2 separate regions of the Zea mays genome follow, and region 2 is linked to region 1. A link is a contact called in public Hi-C data. All regions are on one chromosome and are shown on one strand. The core of a region is the stretch at or near the end of the contact, and the rest is flanking DNA. Distances in the headings are between cores, read along the strand shown.

The links. A called contact is a pair of places that touch in the nucleus more often than the background predicts.
Region 2: a contact with region 1 is called in a Hi-C map of seedling, with 6 times the contacts expected there. The contact joins the promoter of LOC100279038 here to the enhancer-like site in region 1. A contact is called at or near these places in 4 of 25 Hi-C or Micro-C datasets (ear, leaf and seedling).

The regions. Positions count from the first base shown.
Region 1 is chr1:166,374,077-166,376,961 of Zm-B73-REFERENCE-NAM-5.0, forward strand. No RefSeq gene overlaps it. Among protein-coding and RNA genes, the nearest start is that of LOC103640494, 3.8 kb to the left of the region's middle. Within about 2 kb of position 1,390, at least 16 of the 20 cell types and tissues checked have an H3K27ac peak or open chromatin away from gene starts, as enhancers often do. A contact at or near this core is called in ear, leaf and seedling, where this site is marked.
Region 2 is chr1:166,457,405-166,460,289 of Zm-B73-REFERENCE-NAM-5.0, forward strand. LOC100279038 (Nucleobase-ascorbate transporter 3) reads left to right here and starts at 1,369. Exons shown (of 15, transcript XM_008663185.4): 1 at 1,369-2,635; 2 at 2,718-2,885.

The DNA of each region.
Region 1 (2,885 bases), core at 140-2,639:
TCTCACGTCGATGCTCGCGCCTTGGGACACCGTCGTCAACGTCCGCTCGCTGCAGCTCGCGCCTCATGCAATCGCAACTGCCGCCAGAAATCAAAACCCTAATCCCTAGGGTCTGGCCTGCTTTTATAGACGCCCGAGACCTGTGTCGTTTGAGGTGGTGCGGTTGAACCGGATGGTAGCATCGGGTCAGAGCTTTCATCCAGCTATTGGAACCTCAGGGCTCTAAATATCAATATATATATATCCTTTATAGTGTTTTTTAAATTATTAGTATATACATATTTACAATACCGATCCTTTTGTATAACATAAAAGAACATGAATATAACATGAGATACAGCGGTTAGCAGGGCTCACTCTGCAGAATGATTTAAAGCTTCAGAAGGAGGGAAAAAAAAGGAAAACAATGTAAGCAGGAGTGGAGTTGAAGAATATAGAATCAGTCATTTTTTTTTTTCTTCTTGTTGTCCGTTCGATGTCGGCATCTAGGTTTGGCAATAGATTCGAAGGACCGGATCATCTGACGGAGAAGATCGATAACTCATATGTAGTTAGTTAATTGCGGTGATAGCGCCCCCCCCCCCCCCCCCCCCCCCCCCCCCCGGCAAAACTATGCAGATGGCGAGTCTCATGAACGCACAGTAGCCAGTAATAAACAAACCACATGCAGCAACAAGGCTTTCGTCTTCGCACGTACCATGCAAGTACACATGGCAGCGCAGAGGCTTTCAGCCTGTCACAGACCATGAACCTTGCTTTGCTTTGCTTTCGACACATGGTGCTGACTCCGCTCGAGTCTCGACCCTACGTTGTGCTGCATCAGGAATCTCTCGCCCTGCATCATTTTAGTATCTGTGGGGGTACCATGATGATGCCGTTTCTCTGCATCCTCTTTCTTTACGCCGTACCGTACCTGTTTGTGTTCTCTGACTGGAGATCGACGAGCAACAAACAGCTGCAGCTGCACACAACACATATCGCGTGATTGGTTGGCGGCAGCCTAGCCTCCTGGCTCACGAGGGCCTGCATCGGTTCGAACGCGCGCATCTCACTTTCCCGCTGATGCAGCCGAATGCACGGTGACCTAATCCTGAGCTGCACCCGCGTATACAAATTCGAACCGTGACATGCAGTTTACCAATCAAGTGCTCATCGACGGTCAATGCATCTGGCGGTTCTGGATGTGGCCAACCGAGCAACCAATCAGCCGGATACAAACAGCCCAGCCCAGCCCGGCCTCTGCATGCGTACGTAGTATAGATGATACCTACCAGTAGTAGATCTGTGAACCTGTGGATCCAATCCATGAGCATTTGTACTATGCTATTCAGCTAGCATCCAGCAAGCATATATGCATATAGGTCGGGGTCCATGTCCATCCATCCCCGGCCCCCACGCACTTTTGTCGATCGTGTGTCGTGTCCAATCTAATCCAGGCCTGGCAGCTGGGCCTGGGCCGGCCTGCTGGGCATGCGGCAGCTCAATCAGTCAGTCAGTCGATCGATCGGACTCCTCGTTCGTGGTCCTCCCTGGTCGACTTTTTGTGATCTCGACAGCTTAACAGTCCATGAATGAATGAATGAATGGTCTGGACAGTCATGTCAAGTGACAGTCAGACTACTCACAGAGTGAGATTTGGAGATCCCCTTCTCCTTGTCGTCATCCGTGTGTGTGTGTGAGGCTGTGAGCTGGACCACCCTCCTTTCCCGCTCCCGTTGGGCTTAGCTTGTGCTTGTGCTTGCCATGCCTGCTCTCCGGCTTGATCCATGTCGTTTCGAGCTTGCTTGCGTGGCAGCAGATGCAAGGTGCTACTGCTAGAGTGCTAGCTAGCTAGATTGTTCGTTCGTTATTGTTGTTGTCGTCGTCGTCGTCTCGGATCGAATTTTATGAGCTCTGCTCGGCAGCTTCATCCGACTGCATGCGCTAACTGAATTACCAAAGCACATGTCTCTTTCGGTAGCATGTCTAATACTGATTCTTCCTCTAAATGTATGCATGCGTGCATGCACGTATGTACAAGGGATGGATGAACCCGTGGGGAGAGTGGGGCTCAAGCTCCCCTACCGCTCGTGATTCATAGCCTCTTAAAAAAGCTTCCTCTAAGGGCAACAACTAATATGCAATCAGACCGTATGTGCAAGCGAGTCTCTTAATCCGTTAGATCATGATCTAACTGTAGGTATGATTGTGGTTTGTTAGGTGGTTTTCTATAAATCTACAGCTCGTGGTGGAAAGGTTTAAGTGTTAAATGTGATATATAATTACATCATAATCTAACGAACCAGGAACCTCGCTTGCACGCTTGCATTTATGACATTCATTGTTCATCGATGTTTTAATATAAAACTACTTTAAACTATTACATTTGTCTATTGTAAGCGATTTAGTGAGATTACGGTTTGGTTTAGCTTCTCCTAAATTTTTCTTTGCATCCATCCTTGTATGCATGCGTGCATGCATGAGGCCATTGATTGAAGAGGTGTATGTTAAAAACAAGTATCAACTCATAATACTCCTCTTAATTGAATTGAATCTTCCTTGACATCAATGCATCTCTGGTTGAAATTTCTCAAAAATCCCAAAGGCCCCGTTTGTTTCGTTGGAATTGAATTCCATCTTAATAATTATAATTTAGACAAAACTAATTAAGTTCATATATTTATATATGTAATATATTTGTATATTACCTTAAATCATATGAGAGAGATAGTTATATACTACATTCAGGTTATAACGAAGAAAGTAGAATAGTGTGTTATAAGTTGTACATCAGAAAAATAGCATGTAAATCTATAGAATCAATTTCCATCTCTCAGCCTATGAATTTGAGATAGGCTTATATGATAACTTTGGAAAGTGGTGGAATGTCATATTCTAAAAAAATA
Region 2 (2,885 bases), core at 119-2,618, 83 kb after region 1:
CACATGCCATGATGTTTTTACCCAAAACGCGAAAAAACTTGTCCTAAAGCCAAAAAAACTCGACCCGACCAATACAACGAGAGAGTATGAGCCATAGGTTTTGACCTGCAATAATTTATGGCAGGACACGGGCCATGAGTTTTTACCCAAAACCCAAAAAATCTGTCCTAAAGCCAAAAAAACCCTGATATGACCAATACAATGGGCGAGTACGAGCCATAATTTTTGACCTGCAATAATTTATGGCTGGGCACATGCCATGCTTTTTTTACCCAAAAATCGAAAAAATCAGTCCTAAAGCCAAAAAACCTGACCCAACCCGACATGTCCAACAGAGAGGCACCAACCAACTCGACCCGACACTAGGCACGAATCGAGACACGAGCCATGCTAAACAACCCATGATTCGACCTTAATCTGACCCGACCTTACATTTCAATAGGTCTAAATATGGGGTCTCTTGAGAGGCCTATAGTGGTTAACTAAAAGAAGTATAAGGGACATGATCTATGCGAAGAGCTGGTCTCTGTACAACTCTCTATACATATTATCTCTTAACTACATTTATAATTTAAAGACTCAGAGTTATATCATACGATATCTTAGTTGCCTCTTATATTTAGAAAATTGGTCCGAGAGCTATGAGTTGTATATACCCCAGATAATCCAGAGAATGAAGGAACGAGAAGGGAGACATGAGAGACTTATTACAAATTTCGTGTCATGCGTGTTGTTGGCACTTTTATCACCCCCTTTTCATATGTCAACGCTCACCGACATATTGGCAATACAGAAAACATGTACTACTAGTAAATTACATCGTAGGCGTCCAATTCTACTTTATTTTTATCGTGACGTGTAGTGTACGGTGTGTTACTTATGCTATGGTTGGTTGGTAGAGTCACCCTATGCTTCATAAGATGATGTATCATGAGTTCATCTCATAAATTTTGGTGGAATCAATCCATTCCTCATGTATATACTAATTATTAGCTTATGAGGAATGAGGTGGTGATGAATCAACTTATTTTATTCCACAAACCAAATAAAAAAATAAGGAGTGAGAAGAAGATGTACCACCTCATCTCTCAAACCAAACACATCCTTACTAAACCTATTAATCCACTTCCAAAAAATAAGTGAATCATTTTGTTGTTTTTTCTAATAAACAAAATTACCGTGTTAGGAATATGAAGTTTTCCGGAACAAATTGAATGTTATTTATGGTTAAAACAAAACCATAAGAAAGAGAATGCGCACCGTCTAATAAGGTCGTGTCTAGCAATTCACCTTACACAAAATATTATTTTATACTGTTTTGCATCATATAATGCACAGTGTACATATATTAGTTACCCTTTTATATGGTAATTTGCTGGAAATAGATTAAGAAGGAACATGCTTTTGTGTGGACTGGACCCTGAAGTAGTGAGAGCAGAGCAGGGACAGGGAGACACCTTTCGACGGTCACTCAGAGCTAGCTAGCAAGCGGCCAAAAACTCACACCTCATCCGACCTGGCACGACCACCCCACGGATCGAAAGTGCTACAGACACTAGCACCGTTCAGAAAAAGCTGTAACAAAGAGATCCGTAGGGCAGTGACACCCAGGACAGGGTCGTGGGGTGTTCATCCTTGATTGCCACTGCTAGCTACTGATGAGAGGGCGTCAATCACACAATAAATGTGTTCTTTTCAAGGTCTCTAGGAGACTAATTAAAAAATATAAGAAGCCAGTTTTTCGCGAAGAATTGTCTCTACACGACTCTCTATATATATTATTTTCTGCATCTAGGTTTAGAGTCTCTGAGTTGAATCATATAGTTTTTTAACTGTATCTTATACTTAAAAAATCAGGGTTGTACATACCATCCCTGTGTCTGGATGATCCAAACACGCCGTCCAACGAAGAATGCCCGTGGTGCACAACCGTGAATGAAGGTCAAGATTCAAGAACCAGAAGGTTCTCGGGGTTGTTCGCTTGATTAAAGCCAGTTATTTGGACTTTTGTATCTATAATCTATAGAGACAAAAATATTATAAAAATAATATAGGGACTGTGTTCTACGAGAAAAAAAGGAAAGGAAAACAAGAACTAGTACTACACCAATCTCAAACAAGTCGGTCGTTCTCGGACGTACTCCTACTGATGATGAGACTGAGAGACATGAGGGAGGAGGAAGCGGCCTGCCTGGAACTGACCCACCGTCACCACTGCTGCCCTGCCCACACAGCGATCAATGCTACAAGACACCCTCACTCACCATCCTGGGAATCTGCTGCATTCAATACTCCCTTCCCCAAAACAAGAACTGTCAATGCATGCAGTCCATCCAGCCCTCTCTCTCTCATCAGCCGTCCTGCCCAGCCCAGATCCACCCCATCAACCAGCAGGTCCAGTCCAGCCATCCAACTCCAGCACAGAACGAGAACAGCACCACTGCTGCTGTACTGCTTGCTGTTCGCCTCCCAGCAGTGGAACACCAGCACTTCCCCTTCAGCGTCCAGCCGTCGACCGAGCACACGGCCAGAGCGGTGCCTCGCTTCTGCTTTGGACGCTTGTGATCCAGTAGAGTAACCAGGAAGGAAGCAAATCAACACGGCTGCTAAAAAGAAACCGGCGATTAAACCAGGTGTAAAGTGGTAGTACTAGCCTACTAGGTGTTTTCGAATTCGCAATCTTCTCCTGATCCCCCCCCCCCCCCCCCCCCCCGCAGGCCGCAAGGCTACAAAATCCCCTGCTTGTCCTGTTGCGCCCCGCCGCCGCTGGGTTCCGAGGGAGGGCCAGCCGTAGAAAGGAGATAAGAAGCGAGAAGAGAGCACAGGCAGAGGGAGTGAGGGAAAAGGCGAGAGCGTAGAAAGGTGAGAGCTTTTTTCTTTTCTTT